Linked DNA regions of Rattus norvegicus: regions 1 and 3 are each linked to region 2. The links are chromatin contacts, called in public Hi-C maps. All regions are on one chromosome and are shown on one strand. The core of a region is the stretch at or near the end of the contact, and the rest is flanking DNA. Distances in the headings are between cores, read along the strand shown. Region 1 has its middle 450 kb from the start of Adam34l. Region 2 holds the start of Fat1 (FAT atypical cadherin 1). Region 3 has its middle 610 kb from the start of Adam34l.

Region 1 (4,873 bases), core at 790-3,289, 790 kb before region 2:
TCTTCCAAATTAGGTTTATATTCTTAATTTGTTCTAGTCTTATATGTAGTAATTTCTTTCTAATCTTCAAATTTATAGCATGTATTCATGGTCGATAACCAAAACCAACTTTTACCTGAAAGTTATATGTCCACCTCTTGGAAATGCTTGAGTAAGTATTTAGAAACACTTTTTGTGTGAAATAAAATTCTTAGCATTAGTGATCATAAAATCAAAATATCAATTCTGAAGAACTCTGAGGATATTTTGTCCTCCGGTATTTAATATTCACCCACAATATAGTTCTTTATGCGTAAATAAAAAAGCATATCCATTTCAAAAACTATTGTTCTCTTTCCTGAAAGAGAAACTTCTTCAAATGGTGTTTAGGCATGGCTGCCCGTGGGGTGGGTTTTCCTTCTGGAAGAAAAATAGGCTTCAAGTTTAAAGCAGGAAACACGTGTCAATCCCTGACAATATTAATGATTCTCTGCTATGCTCGTAGACAGGAACCTACCATAACTGTCCTCTAAGAGGCTCCACCCAGCAGCTGACAGAAACAGACGGAGAGACCCACAGAAAAAACATTAGACAGAGATTGGGAAGTCTAATGGAAAAGTTAGGGGAAGTATTGTGGGACCTGAAAGAGATAGAAACTGCACAAGAAGAGGAACAGAGTCAACTAAACCTGCACCCTTGGAGGATTCCAGAAACGGAACCACCAACCAAAGAGCATACAACAGCTGGACCTAATTATGTAGCAGAGTGCAGCTTGGTCTTCATAAGTTTCCCCCAACGGCTGGAGCAGAGGCTATCCCTGACTCTCTTGCCTGCCCGTGGATCCCATTTCCCTAAACGGACAGCCTTGACTAGCCTCAGTAGAAGAGAATGTGCCTATCTCTTCAGAGACTTTGTGTATCAGGATGGGTGGATACCCTGGGGTGGGGGGTCTCCATTCTCTGAGAAAAGTAGGAGGGGTAGGGGAGGAAAGGCTGTAAAGTGAATAAATAAATTAAGGGGACAAAAGTAAAGTCTGACAGAACTTGAAGCAGAAGATGCCATGAACAGAGGACAACAACCAGATGACATTCTAAGTAGAGAATGAGTGACATTTACATGACAGTCTAGCAATGATACAGGCGGAACATCTGTGATGGAAACTTAATTCACTGCCCCTATAAAGACATAATTAGAAGACTATAAATGTAATGCACATTAATAAAACTCAAACACAATATGAAAAGAAAGTAGAAGCTACATTTTTTATATCGCATCTGTAATTCCTAGAAATGACATCAACTATTAATGTTTATTTTTCAGAAAGTTCCGGGGTTGTTTCCACCTTCTGTAACATGTGTCATCATGTTACCGAACATCCATCAGAACATCATTCATCTGTCTATGCAAGCAACTTTTACTATATGTTTACAGATAAAATGCCATTTATTTTAGGCTAATAAAGATTTTTTTAAAAAATATGAGATCATTATACAGTCAGCCTTTAAATTATCATTTTTTGTTTTAAAAGTTAACAACATGTTTTGGCATCTCTACAAACCCCAAAATATATTTTAACCTCATTTTTTTCCAGTTTCAAAAATATACCTTTATTTGAGCATATTTTTTAACTAATAGTTTCTTTGCTGACAGACATTTACATCATTTCAAAAATCGGTGCAATTGATGTCCGTTTATTTATTTCTGAGATAGATTCAGAGTGTTTCACAGGCCCCTGACAAGAAGATTAAGGGGGTAAATCTAAGAGAACCATATAGCTAGAAGAAAACCAAGAAGAAGAACAAAACACTAAGTAAGCATGATTTTAACCAAACTTGAAAAACTGAATGTAATCACAGTCACAGTCACATTGCGCAGAAACATACGCATACGAAATTCCTCATGATAAGGGAGTTATTTTTAGTAAAGGCCGAGGAAACACTGAAATATCCACTCAATATGGATTGTGAAAATCAAGTCATTGCTCTGTGTATTTTGAGGTGTTAGGTTTAACAGAGTGGAAAGGGATTATAGAGTTAGTCAGAGCACTTTTGTCTGAGCAGAACTTTTATTCATTTGTTTTAACATGAGTCAACAGTGAGTCTGGACAGAAATTGAGTTCTACACTAGATTGTAGTCTACTGAACTGTTGGACAGAACATCCAAAACCATGAATTGTTTCTCACCTCAAGCCTGTTAATTCCTGCTGATACTAGGACAAGGAAATTCCATTTGGGGAAATCCTTCCAATAAAATTATAGCTTCCTCCAAATCTTAGGTTTAGGGTAAGGCTCTCTCATGTGGATAGTGTATAGGCAGTGCTTAGCTTGTTCCTGTATTTATAAAAACCATTCATAGTAAACACATTTTAGACTGATTCCATGATAGTGCACACCTATAATGCCAGCACTCGAGAGGCAGAAGCAGTAAATTACTATAATCGCTGTAATTTATACACTAGCCTGATTTATGCAGCGAATCCCATGCCAGCTGAGGCTTCATAGTGAGACACTCTCTCAACCAAGAAAAAAAATAGTGAATTTCTTTATGTACAAAATGATAAAGGCAAACAAGGAGAAAGAGAAAATTAGATTTTTTTCAGATTTTTAAAAGCTATACCTTTTCCTTTTCTCTTTTATGCTTCTTTTCTCATATAACATTATAGCCAGTCTCATTTGTTTCCCCTTCCCCTATAACTCCTGGTTTCTCCCCACCTTCCCTTCCTTTTAGATGCCCTCGCCCTTCTGCCTCTCATTAGAAAACAAACAGACTTCTAAAGGATAATAATAAAATTAAAATACATACAATGGGATTTTTAAAAACGAATATATTGGAAATAGAATATACAAAACAAACAAAAGGACAAGTGTAAGAAAAGACACATGAAGCAGACATAGGTGCAAATACACAAGTGTTTAAGAAACCCCATAAAAACACTGAATTCTGAAGCCATTGTGTATGTGCAAAGGATGCTCTTATTTGCCATGGTTCTCTGATCCTGAAGGGGAGGGTTTTAATGGAGATATCCAGTTTAGGGCTGAGAATTTCGAAGTCTCTAACCCTCTGCATAATGTCTGGCTGTGAGTCTCTGTAATTGTTGCCATCTGCTGAAAAGGAAGCATCTCTGATGATGGTTGAAAAGGCACTGGTCTATGAGTGTAGCAGAATGTTATTAGGAGTCCTTCTTGGTCACCCAGTGTTGGGTATGGACTACATTTCATGGAGCGAGCATTAAGTCCGATGTTGGTTGCTTTTTCCCATAGGTTTTGTGCCAACATAGCACTAGCACTATCTTGCCAGCAGGACAACCTAGTAGGTCAAAGGATTTGTGGCTGGAATGGTGTCTATATTTCTCCTTTGGTAGCATGCTGAATACCCTCTTGTACCAAGGATGCTAGGATGTTGGGGGTTGAAGGCTCTGGGTGACTCTAGCAAACCTATGTGTCCCATGTGCTGCACAGATGGTGTCTTCAGCAGTGAGGCCTTGCTGTCGGTTTGTGGAGAGTTACCTCTAACAGTCTTGACAGCACTCTGGGTTGTTTGGGGATTCCTATGGGATTTCTCTGGCTAAAACTTCAATTAGACATGACCAAATAGTGCTACTAAAAGCCTCATTTAGTGATAGGAGATATCCAGTTGTGGTTCTGTGTCCTTATTATTTGTGAATTATATTTAAAGCCCTTTTATATGTGGATACATTCTATAAAACTTCTATTAATTGGTTTCATACCACACCTCAAATAACCTTAATTTTAGATTACGCTTTTCGTATTCCCTTCCTCATCCCTCATTCTTCTCCTCACTTGATCCTCCCATTCCAATTCCTCCCACCCTCTATCCAGCCTTAATTATTTGCCTTTCCTAGTGATATCTATTTGCCTCAATCTAGTCACCTATTCTAACCTAACCTCTGTGGGTCTGTGGATCATAGCCTGATTACCATTGACTTAACAGCTAGTATCCACGTGTATGTGAATATATACTTTTATTTGTCTTTCTGGGTCTGTTTTACCTCACTCAGGGTGATTTTTTTCTAGTTCCATCCATTTACCAGTGAATTGCATGATACCATGTTTTTGAACAACTAAGTAATAAATGTTCTATTGTACAAATGTACCACATTTCTTTCATAAAAGGACATCTAGTTGTTTCCAGTTTCTGGTGATATTAATAGAACAGCAATGAACATGGTTAAACGAATGTTTTGATTGTAAAATAGTGTTCTTTTAGTATGTGTAAAGGAGTAGAATAACTCAGTCTTGAGAAAGCCCTATCTCTAGATTCTAGAGGAACCAGAACATTGATTTCCACAGTTGCTATACAAGCTTCCACACTCCCCAGAAACTGATGTGTTTTCTGTACTGATAACCTGTGCCATCCTGAGCTGTCATTTGTTCTATTGAACTTGGTCATTCTCATGATACAAAATGGTGTCACAGAGTCATTTGCATTGCCCTTGTGGCTAAGGATATTGAACATTTCTTTAAGTGTTTCTCAGCCATTTGGGTTTTCTCTTTTCAGAATTCTCTGCTTAGATCTATGCCGCATTTTAAAATTGGGTTATTTGTTTTCTTGACATTTAGCTTTCTGTATTCTTTATACATGTTTGACTTGAGGATCTGAGCCCTCTGTTAGATGTTTAGTTGGTATTTTTACATCTATAGACTACTGATTTCTACAAATGATGCTGGCCTATGCCATGTAGAAGCTTCGCAGTGTCATGAGGTCCCATTCATTGCTGATCTCACCGTGTGTGCTAACAACGCGCTCTTTTGAAAGTCTTTTTCCTGTGCCACTGAGTTCAAGGATCTTCCCCACTTTCTCTTCTATCAGGCTCAGCTTATTTGGTTTTATGTTGAGGTCCTTAATCCATTTGGAGTTGAGTTTTATGCACAGT
Region 2 (4,589 bases), core at 255-2,754:
CTAAGATGCTCAGTAAAAACATAGTGTCTGCACGAATGGAGGCTATCCGTGTGGCAAACAGACGAGACCCAGGGAGGCTTGCTTTTAACTTACAACTTTTACCATTTACAACAGATATTGGTCCCGAACTACCTCAGGTAAGGGGGTTCACTGGAGCTTGGAGCAGTTCTCAAGCCTAAGCACACACTCAGAACACTCAGTCTCTTCATCTCTTTCCTTAACGTTTGAGCCCGCTAGTTTTGTTTGCTCTTAATCTCTCAAAACTACACAGACTGATATATTTACGCAAAGGGATGAAAATATGTTCATAGAATCTGCCTCCAGCACCATGCCCTGCTTTCCCAGACTCCTTCAAATCTAATAATAATCGTTTGGGGCAGTGTCAATTTACATAAATGGCTCCCTTAGACTCTCATGCTGTTCAGGAGATGCTTTTTGGCATGTTAGTGGCATTAAAAAAAATCCCACGGCAGATATTTTCCCACAGCCTGGACACTTATATAAAAGCGACATATTCATTTATACATTAAGCTTTAACAGGGCTTGCATTTTTGCAAATTTATGTTGTTTCGAGGTGTAGACAATTGATTTGTGTATTAGCCATTATCACTACAGATTACTTGTAAGATACGTTAAAATTGGCTCCGCCCCCATCGCTTCCCCCTACCTCTGGAAATCTATGATTCAGACTAGGTCTCAAGACAGAGGAGCATTTGGAAAGGATTTGGAGATTAAAAAGACGGTTTTCAACACAAAGATCACAAGCAGCGTTGGACAACAAGAACCATTTAAAATTTAAATAGTTTAAAAATTTAAAACATCACATCTCCAGAAGTTGGAGGACGACAAAGTCCGAGTCGTCCAGTAAGCTTGCAGTGACTGATCGCGCTTCTGCCCAGCAAAAACCCGGACAGGCGACACGGACACGTTGCGACGAGTTTCAGCTGCAGAAGAGGAAGAGCATCACCTGCAGTCCGAGGCGTGGGAAACGCCGCGGGACCCGGTGTGGAAGCCCGGGAGGCGAGCGCAACGGGGGACCTTGGCTGGCTGATCCGGTGGTGAGTGCGAAGAAGCCAGCGCTCGGCGGAGCCCCAAGACTCCGCGGGGAGGAGAGGGACGGACATTTCTTCGTGGGGACGGCTGCGGCCAGGGAGATCACTGCATCGGGAAACCTGGCGGCAGCCTGGGCGTTCTTAGCTGCAACTGGCTGGGAGGCCGACTGAAGCTGGAGAACCCGGTCAGCGCCGGGGAGTCGGGGGCGAGGCGGGGCTCTGACGTCACCTCCCCTCCCCCAGCCGCTCCTAGAGGGAGGAGTAGGGAAAAGAGGCAGAGAGATCCGCCGCAGTTGCCGGCCGTAACTCCTCAACTCGGCAGCTGGCTGCCTGGACATGTTCTGACAAACTTGGCTTCCCCTCGGCCCTCTCTCCAGACCTCGTGCGCGCTCTCTCCACCTCTTTTGGTGCTCAAACTTTCCCCGGGTCGAGAGCCACTGGAAATGCGCCCACCTGAGTCCCGCCAGCACTGGAGGAGGATCGCGCTCTGCTTGGGGATATGCTGAAGATCCAAGGGAGGCAAAGTTGGTACTTCGAGCCCGGATCCTAACAAATATCCAATCGGCGTGGGAATTACCCAACTGCCGGGGACTGTAAGGAAGAACACCGAGGACCGGGCTACTGTGGTGAGTTCTTTGTTCAGTGCATGCCTTGTAGAATTTTAAGTTTAATCGTGAATGAAAATAACGTGAGGGGTGTTTCACTGTAAGCGAGTGGGGGAATTCGTGTGTATCCTACGTGATCTGCGCTCAAGAAACTGGACTGCCCGCGGCCTTTACGGGGCGCGGGAATGAAAGGCAGGCATGCGCAGCTTTTGGAATTCGCAAAATACACACAGAGCACTGTTCAAAAGAACTTGAGAAGTGAAGCCGTTTGTGCATTATTTTCAGTGTAACTTGTTATAGAAATGGTGCCCAGGGAGGGCGCGTTGGGGACTGGGTGATCTGCAGTGGCGCAGCGCCCTCTAGTCCGAGCATTGGGCAAGGCGCGCTCTCAGCTCCTAGTTCAGTGCAGACCTCGAACTTGGACCTGCCGGTTACTCTTAACGACGTGGACCAGACAGAGCTTGATCGCTTGCACCCTCGTCTTCATTTACACCGGACGACACTTAATATATTTCAAGAAAAATCAGCTTGGGTAGACTGAATGTAGAGGCAGTGCTGGGGGAAAGGGTTTATTTTATTTTATTTTTCTTTTTTTGGCGGGGGGGGGGGACAGTTTCTCTTCCACCTAATTTCAATGAGGCTCTGGGGACAGGGTCAAAGAAGATCGACTATTTAAATGATGTTCGCGGAACTTGAACAACACGTCTCTTCATGTGAAGGCAATTCGCTCGTGGTCAAAAAGGTATCTCCATTTCGTTCCGTTGGTGGCTCAAGGATTAGCAAAATGAGGCAACACAGGAGACTGCATTTTTGGCTTTTTGCGGTTCCTGTAGCGACCAAGTGCAACTTCTTACCGGCAGTGAGATCTATTAGTAAGCCTGGATATTTAGGATTCTTAATTAGATATTTTAGTCCTAGTAAGCACCAATATATCAATGATTTTTTTTTTACAGGAATTCCTTTGTACGACTTACAAAATCCAGTGGTGATTTAATGCTATGGAGCGATGTGTTTTTATACTTTTTATTGTCCTTTCCTTCTAGCAGCTCTGCCCTAAGCCCTCTCACATCCCCTCCCCCAACGGCTTGCTTTGTGTGTGTGTGTGTGTGTGTGTGTGTGTGTGTGTGTGTGTGTGTGTGTGTTTTGTTGAGAGTTAAAATTCCGGGGAGGCTGGGGGGAGGTCGCAAACTGGTTGAGCTTGGAGATCAGGTCTCTCACTTTCGTAGCGTTCACTGACCGGTAACTCTGCGAGCACTTTGCGCAATTGTTGCCGCGGCCGGAGGAGTCTTTGGGTTACGAAGATGTTTGCTTTTTCTGGGTGTTGTGAATATATGTGTTCTAAGTAGTGAGCAGGGTACGAATTCAGAGGTACGAATCAGCACACTCATTCCGCATGCAGGCACTACTTTTTCTTCCCAAGCGTAACCTGCTAGACACCATTATTTTTTCAGCCACCTTGCTTTAAGATGGCTTAAGAGGTGACATTAACTTTGAGCCAAAGGAATACACTCTAGACCCTGTCTGCCGTGCAATTCCCTCTGCAGCTCCCTCCACCCGCTCCAAGGGAAATCTGATCTCTGCGTTCTCGCGGCGTTAAAATGTTCGAGCCCCACAAACTTTCCGAGGTCGAGTCCTTCTTTTTCTCTGGGCTGCGTTCCAAAGCGTGGCTGGCTTCGGTTTAGTCTCGTTTGCTCATCAGCCGGTACCTGGAGCTCTGCAGGAGCCGGGGATAGACTTGCAACCCTGGGATGCGCTGGCTGGGCGCTCGGCCGCCAGAAGGAGTTCTGCAAGTGGGGAGCCTTGCTCGCCGGGAATCTCCCATCTCGCACGAGAACTTGTAGCTGAGGGGCCAGGCTCACAGATTACGGGACCCTTGGGGCAGAATTAAGCGCCGAGAATGCGTTTAGGGAGGCTCAGCTGCCTTTGTCCTACAAACCCGGGGATTGAGGGGGTGCGCGCGGAGGGGGGGGGCGGTGGTTGGCGTCTGTCTCGGAGGCTGGCATTGGGGCTCACCGCCGCGATCCGGGAGGGTCTGAGGTCCAACCGTGTCTGAATTAACAGGTCGCGGGAAAACTTATGCATTTCCCTTGGCCTAATGTGGATTTCAGGAGGAAGTAAATTCCGACCAAACTGCATTCCTTTCCAGACCCTCTGTAGTTTTTCACCCCAGCGGCTGCAGCCTGGGAGCTAGGCATTCAAATGCGGATTCGGGGATTTCCTGGAGGTTGGGGAAAAAGTCTAAAGGAATGCGGTGGGGGGGGGGGGCTGTTCCTTAGGTCCTAGGTGACTTCTTCCCCTTTCTGTCTTTTTTTGGGGGGGGGGCGCAAATATTTCCCCACTCCTAGCAGGGAGCACTCAATAAAATTCCTTTCAACAGGAGCAGCAGCAGCAGCAGCTCCATGTTCTAGCACCGTCCCCAAACTGTCCCTCTCAGTCCGGTAAGCTCCTCGAAGGCGCTCGCCTCGCTCCACGTTGGACGCTAGTCTGGATAGCCCCCGGGGCGGGCGCTTCTGCCCGGGGGCGGGGCGGCCTCGGGCTGCGCGCACGGAGTCGGGGAGTCTCGGCGCTGGCGAAACGAGAGCCGGCGCTGGCAGGCGTGGCCGCGGGCGGAGGGATACACACGGCGGGGAGCTGGGGCGCGCGGGCCGGGCTGGACGAGGCGAGGCTGGACGGCCAGCGGCGCCATGCGGACGTGCGGGCCCAGTGCGGCTCCCGGCACAGCGGGCTCCGGCAGCCGGGCACGCTGAGCACCGGGGCTGAGCACCCGGGCTGTGCGCTCGAACGCACCGCCGCTACTTGGGAGCCAACTTTGCAGTAAGTTTGCTGAGGGTGGAGTGGAGTCTGGGCCGGGGGTGGGTGCCCTCCCTCCCACGCTTCTCCCGCTGCACTGTGGCCGGGGCTGGTGCCAGTCCCCTTGCCCACTCGCAGAGTT
Region 3 (4,359 bases), core at 1,204-3,703, 630 kb before region 2:
CCAGTGTCTAGAGTAGCATATTTTTAAGGTGATCATGACGACTTCTCATGACACCTTATATTACTGACAGCAAGGTAAAATGTATCTTTTTATAAACGCTAGGGCCTGCTTTTATCTTTCCGCATATCTTTCTACAACAAACCCTTTCTCACTTCTCATTGTATTTGAGGTGAGAATTAGGTTTGCCCACTACCTCTGTGAACACACATTTCATAGACTGGTCACCCCTCAGAGTCCATGGTGTTCATAGCAGAATGGCCCTGAGACTCTGCATACCAAAATCTTTGTACACACAACTCAGTTGTGTAAACCAGCATTATAGTTTTGACTAACACTATCCTATCCTATCAGTATAATCTTCCACTCCTGCATTTTATGTCATTGCTTATATCACTACATCACTTTATTTCACACAATACAAGTACAGTATAAGACGACGTATCTTTCTACCCCACTTCTTCTGTGTGTGTGTGTGTGTGTGTGTGTGTGTGTGTGTATGTTTGCCTGCAAGGGTGCCACAACATGAATATGAAGGCCAATATATATATAAGTACAATATAAAACTTTGTATCTTTCTTTCTCCCTCACCTCCTGTGTGTGTGTGTGTGTGGGTGTGTGTATGTGTGTGTGTGTGTGTGTGTGTGTGTGTGTGTGTGTGCCCGCGCGCGCATCTTTACCCACTGAATCTAACCATCTCATTGGCTTCTGTTGTGGAGTACTAACGGGGGCTGGAGCTAGGGCTCACTGCTTACAGGCATTTGCTGATTTGTAGAGACCTCAGCTTACCTTCTTGGCACCCACGCGCCAGTTCACAACCCTCTGTGACTGCAGTTCCAGATCTAACACGCTCTTCTGCCCTTATCAGGCAATGCATTCATGCAGCACAAAAGCATATATGCACACAAACTATTCACACACGTAAAAAGAGATAAATAAAATAATTTAACGAATTAAAATTTGTTTTAAATGGAGTACTAACAAGATCTGTCTGTGTATGTTCAGAATCGATGTAGCCATCCAAAGCCTTACTACACAGTACAAAGAGAAGTGCTAAAAAGAGCTCGAGGCGATGTCAAATGGCGGGAGGTTCCAGCAGGGTGTGCCCATACATCACTTCAGTCCAAGGGATTCATTACTGTTCTCAGCATGCAGGAAACCTGTGCTCTGTCTTTTTGAAACTCTAGAAATTTCAAACACTTTTGACCAAGGGTTGGTGATCCCACCCTTGGATATGAAAACTATGGTTAAGGAGAGCCAACTGTAATTTGAAATCCATTATCTGAGATGACAACCGCAAATTTAACTACTTCGCCTTAAGGAATCAGAATTTATTTTCATGCTAACACACACATGCCAGAAATGTTACAGGTCTATTCATAGTTTGCTAGTGTAGTAACTAAATATAGCACTTGGTAAGATTTAACCCATTGTATAAAAAGAATAAGATATTTTTAAATGTATGCATGCCCCTGTTATAACTGTCTTCTCTTGGGTTTTGCAAAAAGCAAGCATAGAACTGATACAAGCAAAATAACTTATTTCAACTAAAGCCAAGAATGACCTATTAGTTTGATTGCATTCTTTCTTGTAAACATTTGTAACTAAGGGTGTAAGGTTCCTCTAACAGTATTTCCTTGAGTGATCAACAGTGTACCTTGCTTGTGACTGAGGCACTATGAAAACTCTCTAACTTAAAGAATGTCCTAAGTTCTGTCACATGCTACCTTCGAAGAATGTTTTGAGTTAATTGTCAGAGTGATGGCCACACTGTGGACCAGTGGTTCTCAATATTCCCAATACTGTGACCCTTTAACACAGTTCCTCGGCTTGTAGTGACCCCACCCATAAATTATTTCATTGTTACTTCACAATCGCAATTTTGCTATTGTTGTACATTGCAATGTAAATATCTGATATGCTGATATGCAAGATATCAAATCATGGGAGTGGTGGTAGTGGTCATGACCCTCAGGTTGAGAACCACCACTCTAGCTGTTTATGGCTCTAGAGAATGGAAATATCTAAATCACTGAGCTCCCAACTTCGGTAAGATGTTCAGAATTCCCTGTCTAATTTAAAATGTTGTTTTTTTTCTGTGAAACAACAGATTCTCACTGACATTCCTATTAAAAGAGGAGGGGCCACGTTGTCAATCATACGTGAGAATGGGATGGTTAAAGAGAAGCTGTTGAAAACAAATTGAGTTCTAATGTTTCAACTTAAGGCAAAAGTTTGCTTAAGGCAAAAGTTTGTGGACAAGACCTTGCTAGCCACAGGTTCTCCAGTGGGAAAGCATTTGCAGGGTAACTTAGGGTTACCAAGCTGCTGCCGTTGCTGAGATGCCCTGACATGTCAGGGAAGTGCGAGATGGCTTGGCAGATGCCAGCCTCAGCAGCTCTGTCCTGCCCAGAGCCTGAAGTAAATTCCGAGACTGTTAGCTCACTTCCTTTGAACTAGGTCAGAATTTCTGGATTTGAAGTTAGGATCCTGAGCCTGTGAGAAGTCATTACAAACACAGTTTGGCCTCAGAAGGCCAAAGAAAGTGTGACAGATCCAGCTTGAGCCTGCTCACTTTTAAACCAGCACCGAGCATTTCCAGTGAGTAACCCTTTAGAATCGAAACACTAGACTCCTGAAGATATGTGTTGAAGGAATCCCATACTGTTCACCTTATAGATGTCAGGGTTCAAAAAAAAAATCAAGTCCCCTAATGACTATTGCTTTGCCTAGGCTAGTTTTTTCTCCTTGGAATTGTATCAGAATCAATAAAAGTGAATTTGAATCATTGCAAGTGGATTTGAATCTCTGCAGTAAAATCATTAAGGGAATACACAAATGTAGCTTTTGCTGATCATTACTGAAATATCTTCTGAGGTTTTACAGATAAGCACCTATTCCACAACAAACAAATAATCAAACCAGATGTCGCATGACAACATCTAAGCAAAAAGAGGAAGATAGTCCAAAATATACTACTGAAAAGCTACAAGGGCCAGATATCCATCACTCAAACTCACTACTTGTTAGTACTTTTCCTTTTATATTAATGTACATTTATACTTAGACATACTTTATCAATATATACGCATACGTTTTGGCTAATTACTTTACGTAGTTTACAGACATCAAGACATTTTCTCCTCATATCTTCAATATGAAATGAACCCATTTACATGATCATAGTAATGATTTCACACCTACTGTTATAAGCTAGCTTCCACGGTCAGTGTTGTACAAATGTGGGAAGAGGAGTTGTCACCTGGGGACTTGTCTGGAACAAATTGTCCTGCGGTCTTGTGTGTATGGCATCAATAAGTGCTTTGGAGGGGCCAGCCCATGGTGGATGACATACACTCCCCAGAGGGATGTGAGCCTAGGCTACAGAAGAAGGGGAGCCGAGGAAGCCAGGCAAAGCCAGCCAATAGACAGCTTTCCTACAAGGCCTCTGCTTCAACTCTCGCCTCTGGGCTTATACTTTTGAGTTGATGCCTTGGAGTCCCTCCATGATGGATTATAACATAAAAGTCAAACAACTCTTTCATATCTGAGGTATTATGGTCACGTTGGTCACAGCGACAGAAGGCAAAATAGAATGCTTAAGAAAATGTACAGTGGTTCCCAAGTACCTTCAGAGTCTCAGTTCAAAATCATACGTTCTAATTATCTGTTAAAATTCATCTCAAAAATCAAGGTTCTAATTAAAAATCTAACTCCATTTTTTCTTTTTGTTATCTCTTAAGATGTTTAAAAACCATAGTTTCTACTTTTTCAATTTTCCTTAAGTTAATTTTTTAATGTTGAGATTATCATGTAATTACAACATGCTGCCTTTTCCTTTCCTCCCTCGAAACCACCTCATATACACCTCTCTTCTCTACCTCAAATTTATGGCATTTTCCCACCAATTGTTATTACATATATATGAATATGTATACAAATACATATACATATATAGAAATGTGACATATATATATATATATATATATATATATATATCCTAAATACAAATTCAAATTACTCAACCTTTAAAATATTTTTTGTATATATGTTTTCAGGGCTAACAATTTGGTATCAATGGATGTGCTTCTGTATACTACAGAAAACCACAACTAGTCAACCTGCAGAGTTGTGAAGCCCATCTTGGATACATCTAGGAAACACTTTCACATATAAGGCTCAGGTAACGCTGAAGAGTGGCAGAAAGATTGGGAGAGACAGAGGACCAGGGTGTTTGCTAGAAAAAAAGTTAACTTTTTAAAGACATTATTACAGATGTAATAATGATTCTACATTCTACTTTCACTGTGTTCTCATGTTTGTTTTTTATTTTGTTCTTCCTTCCCTCCTCCCTTCCTTCCC

The links. Hi-C and Micro-C count contacts between places; a contact is called where the count stands out from the background.
Region 1: a Hi-C map of the A7r5 cell line shows a contact between it and region 2, with 7 times the contacts expected there. The contact joins the enhancer-like site here to the promoter of Fat1 in region 2. A contact is called at or near these places in 1 of 12 Hi-C or Micro-C datasets (the A7r5 cell line) and 1 of 1 datasets of contacts at active chromatin or transcription factors (oligodendrocytes).
Region 3: a contact with region 2 is called in a Hi-C map of the A7r5 cell line, with 5 times the contacts expected there. The contact joins the enhancer-like site here to the promoter of Fat1 in region 2. A contact is called at or near these places in 1 of 12 Hi-C or Micro-C datasets (the A7r5 cell line) and 1 of 1 datasets of contacts at active chromatin or transcription factors (oligodendrocytes).

The regions. Positions count from the first base shown.
Region 1 is chr16:54,812,212-54,817,084 of GRCr8, reverse strand. No RefSeq gene overlaps it. Among named protein-coding and RNA genes, the nearest start is that of Adam34l, 450 kb to the left of the region's middle. Within about 2 kb of position 2,039, at least 3 of the 93 cell types and tissues checked have an H3K27ac peak or open chromatin away from gene starts, as enhancers often do. A contact at or near this core is called in the A7r5 cell line, where this site is marked.
Region 2 is chr16:54,025,524-54,030,112 of GRCr8, reverse strand. Fat1 (FAT atypical cadherin 1) reads left to right here and starts at 1,504. Exons shown (of 27, transcript NM_031819.2): 1 at 1,504-1,678.
Region 3 is chr16:54,655,490-54,659,848 of GRCr8, reverse strand. No RefSeq gene overlaps it. Among named protein-coding and RNA genes, the nearest start is that of Adam34l, 610 kb to the left of the region's middle. Within about 2 kb of position 2,453, at least 7 of the 93 cell types and tissues checked have an H3K27ac peak or open chromatin away from gene starts, as enhancers often do. A contact at or near this core is called in the A7r5 cell line, where this site is marked.